Linked DNA regions of Sus scrofa: regions 1 and 3 are each linked to region 2. A link is a contact called in public Hi-C data. All regions are on one chromosome and are shown on one strand. Each heading gives the region's core, a stretch centred on a gene start, on an enhancer-like site or on the middle of the called end of the contact. The rest is flanking DNA. Distances are from core to core; before and after follow the strand shown. Region 1 has its middle 220 kb from the start of ETAA1. Region 2 overlaps LOC106509797 (a long non-coding RNA gene). Region 3 has its middle 60 kb from the start of ETAA1.

The links. Hi-C and Micro-C count contacts between places; a contact is called where the count stands out from the background.
Region 1: a Hi-C map of mesenteric adipose tissue shows a contact between it and region 2, with 1.7 times the contacts expected there. The contact joins two enhancer-like sites. A contact is called at or near these places in 8 of 47 Hi-C or Micro-C datasets (embryonic fibroblasts, fetal heart ventricle, fetal skeletal muscle and 3 more).
Region 3: a Hi-C map of omental adipose tissue shows a contact between it and region 2, with 1.6 times the contacts expected there. The contact joins two enhancer-like sites. A contact is called at or near these places in 5 of 47 Hi-C or Micro-C datasets (embryonic fibroblasts, epiblast stem cells, fibroblasts and 1 more).

The regions. Positions count from the first base shown.
Region 1 is chr3:74,509,445-74,514,311 of Sscrofa11.1, forward strand. No RefSeq gene overlaps it. Among named protein-coding and RNA genes, the nearest start is that of ETAA1, 220 kb to the right of the region's middle. Within about 2 kb of position 2,362, at least 26 of the 83 cell types and tissues checked have an H3K27ac peak or open chromatin away from gene starts, as enhancers often do. A contact at or near this core is called in mesenteric adipose tissue and omental adipose tissue, where this site is marked.
Region 2 is chr3:75,477,323-75,482,031 of Sscrofa11.1, forward strand. All of the region lies in intron 1 of LOC106509797 (a long non-coding RNA gene), which reads right to left. LOC110259996 (a long non-coding RNA gene) reads left to right here. Exons shown (of 2, transcript XR_002342629.1): 1 at 1-3,058; 2 at 3,145-4,709. Among named protein-coding and RNA genes, the nearest start is that of MEIS1, 150 kb to the right of the region's middle. Within about 2 kb of position 1,874, at least 14 of the 83 cell types and tissues checked have an H3K27ac peak or open chromatin away from gene starts, as enhancers often do. A contact at or near this core is called in mesenteric adipose tissue and omental adipose tissue, where this site is marked.
Region 3 is chr3:74,794,812-74,799,675 of Sscrofa11.1, forward strand. No RefSeq gene overlaps it. Among named protein-coding and RNA genes, the nearest start is that of ETAA1, 60 kb to the left of the region's middle. Within about 2 kb of position 2,605, at least 9 of the 83 cell types and tissues checked have an H3K27ac peak or open chromatin away from gene starts, as enhancers often do. A contact at or near this core is called in omental adipose tissue, where this site is marked.

The DNA.
Region 1 (4,867 bases), core at 1,112-3,611, 970 kb before region 2:
ACACACCATCAAACAGTTTTCCAAAGTGGTTGTACCAATTAATGCTCTGACTGAAGATGCATGAGAATTTTAATTTTCTCTCATTGGTTTTATCAGCCATTTTAATTTTAGCTGTTCTGGTGGGAGTATGGTGGCTGGGGGTCTCTTTGTGGTTTTTTGTGAAGGAGTGGGAGGGGTTGTTCCTGATGGTGCTTATCCGATTGTGTTGTTGATTATACAGTTTGGTTTTAAAAGTTTGATGTTCAGGCGTCCTCATTTTCATTCCCTTTTTCCAATACCACATTATTATTATTATTATTTTTCCCCTTGCAATACCCTCAAGAGCAGTATAAAAGCCAAGCAGGCTGATATGACCTCATCAGTTCACTGTCTTTCAGGAATGTGAGATTTCATTTCTTATAGGGTGACCCTATCCAAGATATAAAGGAAAATAGAAAACAGGGCTTAGAACTTGAAAGAGAAAATTTGGGTTAGGCTCTGGCTTAATGCAGTTTCCACTCTTGGAGCCAAAAGCCCTTCTAGTCAATGCACAAAGGGCGTTGCTGGAGCGGGGACAGTTGGTTTCATTACATGCTCATTGTACCACTGCATCAGGGTGTCTAGGACTTTGCCCCAACGATGAAATTAAGGGTGTTATGCTTCATTTCCTGTTTTGGAAAACAGTCTTTGGCTTAAAAAAAAAAAAGGCTAATTGCATATTGTTTTTAAAAAATGCTTTGATAATTCATCACATCATAATTAAACTAATTCGAATACTATTATTTTCCAGCAGCTTTAATGACGTCTTCCCCTTGGCAGAGAACCCGTGAGACCCCCAAATATTGCCATTTGTTACAAGATGGAGAAACTCTGATGACAAATGACTCTATTCAGCTGCATTTCGCTTAATAAGATTTATGCATTAATTGAGTTAGACTTTGTTCCCTTGAGTTCGGCAGACTTCTGAAGTTTTCCGATTTTCTACTGTGTCTCTCCTGCTCCCCACCCCCCTCTTCTCCGCGGAGAATTCTCGGCGTCTGAGTTAGAATAGGTGGAAACATTCTCCGCTTCCAGCGGAGGCTCCCCAGCTTGGTTGGAATGCTTGTCTGGTTGTAATAGAGCCTGCTTTTCGGCCAGCAACTCTTAAAATAGCTCCCTGGCTTATGAAGCAGAAAATAGAAGTTTGGGCAGACCCGTGTTGCCTTTCAGGATGTTTCTGACTGCTTGCTTTGGGGGGCACTGTTGCTCCAGCTTGAGAACCTCAGCGTGGCCCCCGTGAGTGATAGCTCTCCATTGCACAATTTTGTATCTACAGTCCTTGTCAAGTAATCATTACGAATGTTTCGTGAGGAAGGAGTTGGCTCGGAGCAGAGGTCTGGCCTCTCTCTCGGCAGAAGTGAGGGGCTGAAGGGAGGGCATTGGTCTGCCCGCGCCCCGTGGTAAAATTTTCCCCTTTGACAGTGTAATTAAGTGCTAATTAACCAAATGAGTGTAAATGTTGAAGGCTGAGATAAATATCTACATGTCCTTAATCTATTTTTCCCTTCGAAAATTTGATAAAGGAAATTTGGATTTAATGGGGGATATATGTCAAATTTTTTTTCTTTCTTTCTCTCTCTTTTTTTTTTTTTTTTTTTTTTTTAAGGTTGCAAATCTGTTTAGAGGGAACTCAGATCTACTGGTTTGGATTTCTCCAGGAAAAGTTCCCAAGGTATCAAGAGAGAAGCGGGACCATAAAATGCGGATACACTATTGCAATAATTATGTTAAGAAGGCTTAGTGGAGCTACCTTTTGGAAACATCTGGTTTGTTTCTTCTCTTTCCACATCCTGCAGATGCTGCGGAGGCCATGAAACATACCAACATTAGCTCACCAAGTCTTTCTGCTGAAGAAAGCAGAGAGTAGCCTCTTAACTTTTGAAAAAATCTAGTTAGGAAAGAATTCTGCTTTCAGAGCAGGCAGAGATTAGGCCAATAATTGAGAGGGGCCCAGGGCCTTCTAAAAGTGTCAATAGTGATCTGTTTTTGCCAAAGGGAGGCTTTGTGGAGGGGCGGCCAGAGTAATAAATGGGAATCTTTGTAATTCAAGTACGTTCTCATTACCTTCCTTGGTTAGTGATTAAAAATGGGGCTGAGGAAGGGCTGGGGAATCCACTCCCTCTGCCAGCCCGCCTTGGAGCGAAAGGTTCTTAAGCCCATGCCACTTGGCTTCTCCTCCTGGCCTCTGGAGTTCCATGTGAAACTCAGTGGCAGGTAGACTGCTCGAGTGGCCAAGGCAGGCGCCCTGGGAAGGGGGATGCATAATTGAGGGACCATCTGTGGCATGGGGCTGATGACAGCTGCGTGATGTCCTGACACTGCTGTGTCAACACCCTGGGCAGGCAGGAAAAGACAGGGGCAGGCACATGTATGCTGAGCCTCTGGGAGAACAGACGCAGGCATCCCTGAGGGGGAGGGCCTGGGGAGTTTTGAGTTTATTAAATAGGAGTTGGTTGCCTATGAGATTAACACCCTGAAATAAATGCAAAGTTAAGAAATATTTTGGCCTCCAGCCCACTTGGCAGGAGGATTAGGAACCTGGAATGGTCAGAAGGACAAAGCCTTAAAGGGCCAATGTCACATTTTGTTTCTGGCCAGCTGTGATCTCTAAATTTCCCTATCATTTACATCACTCTTTTGGGTTACGGCATCACGTGATGTGTTCAGAAGACCCACCCACCCCATTAAAATGTGTAACAGATGTTTTTCCAGCCACCAGCCTGGCAGACAAGAAGGATGCATTCATCTAAACCCATCTATGAGAACCTAGTATTTCTCAGGTTCGACTCTGAATTGTTGAACTCCAGGTACTGACATCCAGTCCTATTTGCCCTGTTTCCACTGGGGCAAAAAGGAGAAATCTCTGGGATGGCTCAGAAAAGAATCTTGCATGTTCTTCTAGGGTTTCTGGCTTCCTTCAGGTCACCGAAGGGGGTTTCTACAACTTGAGCCAAAGCCTTCCATTTCATCAGCATTTTCACATATGTTTCCACCAGGCACCCAGCTCCTGGCAGACTATTTACCCGACCGCTAGGTCAGGAGAGATCTCTGGGTGAAATCATGTAAGAGCTCTGCCTCCTCCTCGTGGAATGATTTGAGATTCCCTCTAACTGCGCCCCCTCCTCCAAAGGGTTATGCCTTCTTCTTCTGTTCTGCAGCTGGTGAGTTTCTGCTTTTAATTCTTCAACTGTATTTCCCTCTGCTCAGTGGACAGATTAAACCCAATATAATCAGTTTTTAAACCTCTTTAGGAACTTTTGACACTAAAGTAAATGCGTTTCTTAAGGAAAGAGGTTTAGCGTCATGGTCATTATTGTCATAATAATTTTTAACATTTATACCACATTTTAGGGTGAATGGCATGCTTTCCTCTCTATTATTTCTGCTGAGCCTTAAAGCAATGCTGATACAAGCAAGGTGTAAATTACAATGTTGAGGTTACAAGTGAAGAAATCAATGCTTACAGAAAGTAGAGCACTTCATTCAAGGTCATGCAGCCATGACCTGGGCTTCAACCCATTTTAAGTTCTAAGCTCAATGACTTAGAGCTTAGAACTCAGAGCATAGTGAGCCCTTATTAATAGTTTAACATGGTAGGAACTTAAAAAGATAGTCCATAGAATGGGAATGTTTTTGTAGGGCAGAGCAAGTGTGCCAAGAATGTGAGAAAGTAGGGGATTCAGACAGAAATAGAGATGTGAAGTGTAGAGCTAGTTTTTCCTGAAGTGTGTGTTGCAAGATTTCAATAGCTATATTGTCAGGAAAGGAGTTCCATAGCCAAAGAAGCCTGATAAATATTAAATTAAGAGAAGTCATGAAAATTCCTTGATGACAGCAGTCTTGGAGACTTTGACACATATCACGAATTGCCAAGGCAGGGATCAGATGTGCTATGAGCATTTGCAGAGATGTTTGACATAGGCCCCCTGCCTTTTTTTTACTGTTATTTCCCCAACATAATTTGTTTTTTCCACTGTACAGCATGGGGACCTGAGTTACCCATACATGTATACATACTTTTTTCTCCCATTATCATGCTCCGTTGTAAGAACCTAGACATCGTTTCAGTGCTACACAGCAGGATCTCATTGTTAATCCATTCCAAAAGCAATAGTTTGCATCCCTTAACTCCAAGCTCCCCTTCTTGACTGAAGCATCTCATGAGAACATCCGCATGAGATGGTCAGAAACAAGTGGTCAGAAACACCATCATGTACTTACCTAAGAAGAAGGTGAGTCAGCCAAAGGGGGGATGGTTGAGAGCTGTTCATATGTCAGAAAAAGATCTAGACATTATGTGTATTCTGCTATCTAATCACTGAATCAAAGCCTTTGATCACCTAATTTGGTAGGTTTTATGTTAAGGCCCTAAAAGGGATAAAACTGGCATGTCAGTATTCCAGATGCAAGATTTTTTTGGAAGAGAAACCAGCAAGACTGAGGGAGGTGACAGTTGAGTGAGGAGACCACATAGGAAGAAGGTGTGGGAGGACGGGTTCTCATCTTGAATGTCACTAACTAGTCTTAGGTGTGTGAGTTTGGTCAAGTCACTGTGCCATCTGGATTCTGGTTCCCTCAACTGTAAAACAAGCAGAATAGACTAAGTGGTTTCTTTTCAAAATTTAATAATTCTATAAGTAAAAGTTGTATGTTAAAGAGGGAGATAATGGCTATGTAAGGTGTTGATGGACTGGGGAGTCATTTTCTTTCAGAATGCTATGAGATGCTTGTTTAGCATTGCCAGAGGTGAAAGGTGAGAAGCCAAGCAACATCAGAAACAATTTGCCTTGAGGAACCCCCAACAAGGGTCACACCATGTTATTCCCACTATTCAAGTCAAATGACCTCA
Region 2 (4,709 bases), core at 624-3,123:
CCAAATAAGAGAAAGACTTGTGTTGATTGGTTAAAATCGAGGGAGTTCATTTGTATGTTTTGAAAATCAGAGTATTATGCTAAAAAATTCTATCTCAACTGACAAAGCCCAAAGTTTTATTTTCCCTTTGATATTTTATGTTAACGACAAGACACCATTTATATTAAATATATGCGTGACTGCATATCCATTTCAGTTTGAGCCTTATCAAAGAACGAAAGTGCCAGAATATTTAAATAATACAAAACATATATTATTTCAAAGTGATCTGACAGAATTCCTGGAAAATAATACGTATTAGAAGAATCTGCCTTCTAGAGAAAAATTAAGTGATGGTTCGACAGAGTTAAAACTCTTTTTAGCTTAATATTAAAGTTCTTTTTTCTAAAGGGGAGTATTTTTGCCCTTTGTTTTTCTATCATTCGATTTAAGGTTTTATGTCAAGGTGTCAAATGATCAAGACAGTATTTTATTTAACTAGTATTAGTATCCATTTTCTCATATGGTGAAGGCTTTTCATTTAAACATTTTTATGTAAAATACTGATTTATGTGGTTTAGAAATTATTTGTAGAATATTTAAAATAAACCCCTGATCCTCATCTTTTTTTTTTTTTTTTTTTTTGTAGCTTTATTAGCATGGAAGAATTCACCTTCAGAAGATTGGAAACTTTTCTTTTTGGTTATACAGGTTTGCAACGTTAAAAGTCAATTCTTCGCTTAATTTTGTCTTTGAAGGAGTTACCCTAATTTATTGAGATGATGAATTAAAATTGTCTCCATTTCTCCTCTTTCCACAAATTAAAATGATAACCAAACTTGGCATCATTGTTTCCTTGATAAAAGCTTTCAGTTACATGTGAGCTAAGTTGAAGTCTACTCCCTCCATCCCAACCACACAAGCACAGTTTTCACTCTGACACTCCAATAATGCACTTAGTTTAAAATTACACTTGGACCTTTCCTCCTTTGTATTTTTTCATTTACTTCAGTGCAACAAGATGACTTGATTTTCTTGGGATTACATGAACTCCATTCAGTGTTACTGGGACATTTCTGCTCAACTAAATACTTGCCTTAATAGACAAATGAACTCCTTTTTATTTGCTGGAGTTTGTAGACAGTTTTAGATACAGAGCGTGCAACTGATTTAGTTATTGTTGTTGTGAGAATCGAACAGGCACAAAAGTCATTTATCTAAACCAAAGAGATATGACTCTGTAAAGGGGAGAAGCAAGGGCAGAATCATGGGGAATTATTTCAGTTTATAGCTCTTATTAATTAAACAGGGTGTGGGTTTATTCTGATCTTTTAATACCGACCTTGTTAAATGCTCCCAGATACCTTTTCCCCCCTCACCCCAATTTTTTCATTCATTAGATTACTTGGGTCCCTTACTGATGGGGGTTGCTTTTTCTACATTATATCACTGAGCAGTTACAGTGTAAAATCACATGCATCCTCAGACCGCCTTACCGGACCGGGGGTGGGGGTGGGGGGCAGAAAGAAAGAAAAAAATGCTTTTCCCATTCAATTTTAGAGTCTTGTTTCGTTGAAATGCAAGACAGGTACTTGATTTAGCATTTAAGCAAAAGGTTACACAAACCGCGTTTTAAAAAGTGTTGGGATGTCCGACAGGGTCAGACCCAGATCAGATCATTTTTTGAATGCAGACCTAAAGATAATGAGTACTTGTTGTATTAAAGGGGACAAACAGTACTTTGGCTTCCTCTGACCCCAGAATGCACGGCTCGGTTTCATTGATCATCCTCCTTTATGAGATAATGCAATTACAAACATCAATAAGGGGCTGCAAGGGGAATCATTATGCTGTGACAGTGATAAATGACGGTGCAGAAATAGCATGCTTTTTCCCCCCTAACAATCCAGGAGCCCAGGGGCTCCGGGGACTGAACACAGTCGCCAAGGAAACAGATGACATCCCAAACGGCACCAAAGGAAAAAAAATGAACAGTCTTTCTTTGCCTTTCACTCTTTTCCGTCTTCCAAAGAGTTAGTTTTGGCTCTAGCAGCAGCTGCCACACAGGCATTTCGTTATTTCAGACATTAAAGACTGGAGCGAGCGGTGGGAGTCTCCTCCTCTTCCATCCCCACCCCCACTAGATAACACACAAAGCTCGCTGTTCACTCTTTAGGACTACCTGAAAATGCACGTCTTGAAAATCAGATGGGGGGAGGGCGCGGGAAAGTGGGTTTACACACCACTGCGTTGTGTTTTCCCCGCTTTCACGATTGTCCGGTGGAAACTGAGTCTCCAGAACAAGCTGGCGCCTCGTGGGTCGGCCAGTAAGGAAGGGGGCGCGTGGCTCACCTCCATCTCCCCGCAGTGCCAGACACTGCTCGATGCCAAGGGGATGGGAGGTGTTGCGGGGGAGGATAGTGGGGGGGGGATGGGGAGCAGGCGGCTGCGAGGGGTGTTTGCCGCTTCGCTGGCTTTCTTTGAGATGGAAGTATCATTGGGCACAGGGATCTCTCCTAGATGGAGGAATCGGGTTGTTTAAAGCCCCAGGGTGCCCTCAGCAAGTAGCTTCAAGAGGGCTTCGCTAAGCGATCCCCATCCACAGAGGTCAAGGCTGGTGGGTGAAGCAGGCGGGAACGAAAAGGTGATGGGTTACCCGGACCTGCGGCTGCGGGGAGAGGTCAGGGTGGGGGGACAGCCAGGGGACTCTTGGAAGGGAAGGGGCGCTCGCCACTTTGGGGAAAGGAGCAGGAAGAAAACGCGGAGGTGAGAGGGGGCCCCCAAGAAGAAAATAGAAGGGAGGGGAGGAAGAAAGTCGACGAGGGCAATCCCACCCTTCGAGAAGGTCGCCAACCCGAAGACAGCAGGCACAGGCTTCCCTGACCCCTGCGGGAAACGCTCCAGCTTGGAGCGCGGGACCCCTGCGCATTCCGCCCTGCCACGGAGGAGCCGGCCGGGCGGATGCGGGAGCAGGTGACTTTATTCACTGCTTCCCCAATCGGCGAGGTCCCGGGACTCGTTTTCCAACTGGATATAAAGATCATTGCTCACGTAATGAACTTAATGCTTTAGAGTAGAGGTGAGTGTGTCTGTGAGTGGGCAGGGGTAGGAATTACCGACCCGATCGATGGGAGACTGGCTTAAAACTAAATCCCTTTTCTCCAGGGTTTCAGCGCCTGGGCTTCCCCTCGCTGGATTGAGCTCTCCGGGCAGTGCGCGGAGGAGCGACCTTCGGGCGCGGCCCGCCAAAATTGGGACCATAAAATGCATCTCATCTCTTTACCAAGACCCCCAGGATACCCGTTTTTAAGGCAAAGACTCTAGAAAGCTCAGATGTTGGCGCACAGGTTGCTCAATATGTTGTTTGTTTTCTCTTTCAGCTCCGCCTTGGGAGAGACTGTTGTAGACTCCTTAGTGGGCAGATTGGGCCAAAATGAGACACACACACACACCCCCCGCAACTTTCGCCATTAGCGACCTCCTCAAGAGGCGATCCCCCACTCTCTCTCCTTCGCCGCTCTGTACTTGCCCCTGGCATTCCCAACCTCGTGTAAACTCTGAACCTGGCCACCCAGAGTGCTTCAGGCTGCCCCACAGTCAAGTGGGTGAGGGTGGCACCGGAGAGGGGAGTCAGGCGAGGTGAAATGCCCGGTCAGGGCCAGGCAGGGTGCCCCAAACCCAATTCCATGCCACTCTAGCCACTCTATCCGGGGTCCAAGCGCCTACCGGGGAGCTCTGCAACGTCATGTTTTTACAGGGGCCGACGGCCTGCTGGGATCGGAAAGGCAGGGGAAAGTTTGCAGAGGCTTTAAAGTGATCCTGCCGAGCGCCTGCCTAAGACGTCGGGGTACTAGATGCCCACCGCTTCCCGGCTGCGCCTGGCGGACGCTGCCCAGATCTCAAGTGCCCCCCCTCCCCGTCCACCCCCCGGGAGCTCCAAGCTCTCGCAGTCCTGCTTCCAGAGCCCCGGTGGGACTCGGACGCAGACTCCAGCAAGGAACGTCTAGTCCGCCACAAAGCACCCCGAACCGCGCCATTCGGAAGGCAAGAGGCGGGAGCCCAAAGGACTTGCCTCTTCACAACCTTCTGCGCGGACCCTGGGTTGCCTAGTGTCCTGAGGCGACGTATGCAGCCCCTTTAGATTTGGCTTTCCTTTTGGTTTAGGGAAGAGGGAGAAGGCCAGTGGAGGTGCTGGAGCCGCCTCCCTAGGTGCTCTGGGCTCTGAGCAGGGACCTGTCCGCCCTGCTCCCTCCAGGGCCAGGACCCGGGCTTAGGGCGCCAGAGCTGCCGCGTCCAGACCGGGATCCTCGCAGCTGCTGCCGCATCCCTCGGGATCTTCTCCTGGCGCTCGGGGACCCGCCCAGCCCCAGGCCAGCAGCATCTCCCTTCCGAACCCAGCTCGGACTCGAGGGGCGCAGCGCACAGCTAGGAACAAGGAGCGAAAATTCTATGCGAGGCGTGGAAGACGCGGGCGGGAGGGGGCGGGTGGCGCTGGTGCTTTTCCTTTTCAGAACCTTTCGACTATACTACGAAGTTTCCTGGTAGGCGCCTCGGCTCCGGGGTCGAAGCCTCCCACCGCTGCTCCTTCCTCACCCTCCTCCCGGCCCCCCGGAGCCAAGAGAGCTGGAGCCTCCGCCTCGGCCCGGCCGCCGCTTGTCCCCTCCCCACCCGGTGCCCAGGCTCCACGGGGGTGCCTCTCCCCAGGCGTAGCTCGCCGGCCGGACGCACAG
Region 3 (4,864 bases), core at 1,355-3,854, 680 kb before region 2:
AATAACAGGTATTTGGTTAGAACTATTGATTGTCTTCAGTTTGATTACCTCAGCAGATTGATGTGCCATCCATTAGAAATGGGAGCGTGGGGATAGTGCACCACCGGGGCACACGGAGCGGCTGGGCTGACTGCGTGCTCAGGCACCACTGCGCCACGGGTCACTTTTGGATGTGCAGCCTCACCTGGTCGGAGGTGAGCAGGGGTGGGGGGATGGGGTGGGAGGTGTGGCAGGGCGGTGGATGAGAGGATAATGTATTATCACTCAGTGACCCATCCCTTGTTCCACAAAGGGTCCGCGTTACCACAGAAAGACCTCTTTTGTTTTCCCTCCACGTCCCATGATTGCGTTTGATATTACTCACCTCAACTCCGTATTTATCAGGTCAGATGCTCCTGTGAATCCCAGGGAGAAAGGGGAACATCTATTCTTTGGTTTCACGGACACCATATTGAGCAAAAACCGAAACTGATTCTCCTCCCTTGCCCTTCCTTTTTCTCTTGCTCCTCTTTCTCCTTCTCCTGCTCTTCTTTTCTTCTCCTTTTATGAAACATCTATTTGGGGGCCAGAACTTAGTGAAGCTGCTGAGTCAGTCAAGGCAGTAAATCGAACTGGTCCCTTTTGCCTCTCGAAAATATGAAAGCATCCTTCTGCCGCTGAGCTGGCACCCATGGCGGGATCAAATGCTACTGCTAACGGAAAGGCAGGAAGTACATTATCACTTCAGGACTGTCATTACCAGAGGGTTTCACTGTGAACTAGAGCATTCGGGGGAAAGCAGGCAGGAGGGAACCCGTGGTGGGCAGGGTGCGAGGGGGGAGTTAGAGGAGGGGAGGAGAAAAAAAAGCAAGTTTTATTTTTTATTTTTATAAGAGGCTGATCTGATGATGGCACTGAGTTGAGGAATCATCTTGAATGTAGAACCTATACTGCTTTTATTTGAAAGGTGAATTAGATGGCCACCTCCTTCCATTACCTTGTAGGTACATATTTGGCAAAACACAATCTCAGCCCCCCTCCCCCAACTCATAGTTTCAGCTAATCATTCATGTGCTTCTTAAACCTGTCAAGGCAAGATCTCCTATTTAGTTATAAACCTAAAGCTGTATGTTTTGTTTCAGGGAAATCCCAAAGAGAACAGTTCATTTTATTTTTTCTTGCTGCTTGGAGAAGAAACCCATCTTCAGACATTTGTTTTCCCTCCTTGGTATATACATTTTTTAATTTGTTTAAGGGAATAACTTTAATATCCTAAATTACAGCAATAAAATAGCTAAAGATATGAATATGCTTTAGACTTTTTAACTCCGTTCGTAATACAAGTGACGAGTGCTGTATGTAGGTAGTGCTATCAGCATCTTATAACCAGAATTTGCTATCGGCCAAGGAGAAAAGTTCAGAATCTTAGGTTTTGCCTTCTTCATTCCTTTATATCCAGGTTGCTTAGCTCAGACACTGATAGTAGTTATAATATTTTTATCTGTTTCTTTGAAGACTGTTTTCCATCTGGATTCTGTTGGGCAGCATATTGAATAAGCAGATCTCTAATGAGTTTAAAGTCAGCTAGTTAGTTCCTGGATGTGTAGCAGGCCCCTTGTTAATCTGGTTATGTATAGCAGGTTCCTCACTCTCCCTGTTTGTACCCTCCACCCTGCCTACACTAAGGTTTTTAATTGTATTGCGGAACATTCCACCTCTTCGCAGCAGAGAAATCATGATCGTTATTTCCTAAAAGCAACTGTGGCAACAGTAATTCGAAGCATAGTGTAATAGAGAAAGCAAACAGGCTGGAATAGTTACTCTCCTGTTCCCTACAGGACCATCTGTTTTCCCAACAACAACAAAAAAAATCTAGTGCTTCCTTGAGTTATTTTTTAAAGGGCTTAAGCAATCATTCAGGTAATCAGACTTCATTGCTGTGAAATTTCATCAAAGTGTACTCAATCCTTGAACTCATATCTGGGTCCATTTTGCCAATCAGATAAAACTTCCCAGGCTTTTTCCTAGAGGCATGAGGGTTAACTTGATCTTATTGCATTGCAAAAGATTTTGTGCTACAAACCATTTTTCATAAAAGCTATTTGTTGTGTTAGGAGAACTCCACAGACAGGCTCCTTGTTAGACTGGATTAGGGGGTGGTGGGAAGGCTTGTTCTGCTTTGTCACTTTGGATGAAATGAAAGTTCTTAGAAATGTTTACAAGTTAGCCACAGACCAAATGAAGAGGCCAAAAAAAAAAAAAAATTATACAAGAGAAATTATCATTATCGTCTCAGTGAGTAAAAATGTTATTTCTCATGAACAGACAAACAATTGCTTAAAAAAAGAAAAAGCCCAAGAAAATCCCTGAGTTTGAAAATCCCTGAGTTTGAAGCACTAAATTCATTTGTCTTAAGCTTATAGTTTGCTTTTTAATTTTTACTTCTTTTTTTTTTTTTTTTTTTTTTTTTTTGGCCTACAGGGTAAAGCCAACTGACTTCTTTCTTTTTCCCTTTGTAGAGGTCAGCCACCCAACACACAGGCCCACTCAGGTCCACTCAGGTCCACACCAGTGCAAACAGCCTTTGCATCAAAAAAGCACTAGGTGGTGCCCATTTTCTTTGCCGGTGAAAGAGCTGAATTTCCCCAAGGGAGACACTTCAGGGAAGTTCATCAGCCCCCAGCCCTGTCGAGTGCAGTCTCCTCCTCTAACAGATGACCAGGAGCATGGTGTCACACTCTGTCATTTTCTTAAAGCATCCTGGGGCTTGCCTGTTTTAGGCCAGAACTTTGGTTTAGGGAGGCAGTGTTTTTAAATGTGAACGTAGAAGTGGAGGGCTGGTGGTGGCAAAAAAGCTTTGAATATTCCCTTTGAAAATGAAAGATAAGAGGAATAAAGGCTATAACCCTGCCATCTGTATCTCTCAAAAGTCATGCTCTAATATCTTTGCCAAAGCCTTCCTCCCGTCAGATCATCTGGACCGTGCAGTCTACATGCTAGTTTAATTTTTTTCCCATTTTTTTACCCCGTCATCAAGCTATAAAAATAATAAAAAGAAATAACATTCCTCTTCAATTTCAATTTGCATCCCTATGCACATAATTCTTGGTCAGATGAAATCTGGTTGAACTGGAAATTTTGCATGCCCGTGTTCACCCCCATACCTATCATTTGAAGAGGTGGCTTTATACCACTGGGTTTATTCCTTAGGAAAAAAAAAATCTTATTAGGCACGCTTAACAGATTGTTGCTTTGGGTGCAAGGAACACAAATAACTGGCTAAGAAGATGTTTTCTGCAGGATGATTTTATCCAGGTGATACGGTCATCAGATTTGTTTTAGAATTTAAAAGAATTTTAAAAGTTTTTGTTCTTGTAAAGAGCTGCCAGCAGCTATGGGGTGTGATCAGACTCTTGCCACAAAATGAAAAGAAGAGGAGAAATCCATCGATTTTTTTTTCTAGTTGAAATAAGTAAAATGATTATTTACGACCAATTCTCTGAAAGTTGGCCGAAAGGCATTAGTTTGTTCAAATATGTTTATTTAGTTTTAAAGGACAAGAAAATAGTTCATGAATGTCAAAAAGGAGATGCTTGTAGGAAAACCAGAATCCTGTTTCCTAGTTGGTGACTCATACTCCAAAATAAAGGGAAAATAAAGACAGTGAATAGTTTGAAAAAGTTAAACTAAGAAAAAAGCTTTATTATGAAACTACAAGAATTATTTCTGTGCTCTAGCTGCCCAGTCATATGTCATGACATGTGGCGGGTTGACTGCTCATTAATTCTATTTATATCAGTATGATAATCCACCCCACTGAGTACACATGTGTTAAAATATTCATAAATTATGTTTATTGCGAACAAATATACATTAAATGCCAAAAGAAGACCATTATTTAAAGACAAAACTAGTCAACAATCAAACAAGCATAGCTTTTTAACTGTCAGTCCAGTATATTATGTTTTATCAAATTCACATTAATTGCTTCTCCTTCCAGTATCTCACAGAGAATGTTTATCTTTTGTTTTAAAACTGTACAAATGAAATAGATTTCACTAAAGGGATAGATTTGGAAAACAAAAGCTGTTATGTTATCTCAGGCCAATAATAACATCAAATGGACAAAACCATCTAAAGAGAAATGTATGGCTTGTTAGAAATATGTCATTTGAACCCTAATAAAACTTGAATTGAATTTGAGGGTGCTTCGTAAAATCAAAGACCAAAATAAGCAAATCGGGTAAGTTCTTGATTAAAAGCTGCAAATAACAATTTTAAGTTCATGCAAATGCATAAAGGACGGTTAAGAAAATCTAGAATGTTGAGAATTGAAACCCATAATTAAAATATACTGGAACATTACTTCCAAATGAAACAATCCTGAACTACTCTGTTTTGAGTAATTTCAGGAAGTTGAAAAAGTTGAGGTGATTATTCTTTTTACAAGCTGCTGTGCAGTTACAGACCACAGCTGAAAAGTTTGAATTCCTTGTCAAAATCCAAAGTGGTTTTAGTTAAAATATATTGCCTAACTTACCCAATTCATCATTCTCTGAATTAATGCCATGAAAACATCTAGGAGTATTAATTATTAAGACCACACTTCTTTTAAAAAGTGACCTGAGTGCTGTCCTAATAGTCTATTTGCAATGCTCTCTAGGAAACTGAGAAATTTTCGAAACTTTAATTGTAGTTAAAGGGACCTTTTTTTTTTTTTTTTTCTTCTTCTTCTCCTTTTTCTGGAGAGAATGACAAATGCTGAGTAGAATAAAGTAGGAAATTCTGATTTTACTTCATTGCTATGGTATGCTTTGATTATAGAGAACAAGGAAGAACATAGTAGTGAAAATGAAATGCTTTTCTCATGTTGCCAATATTGACT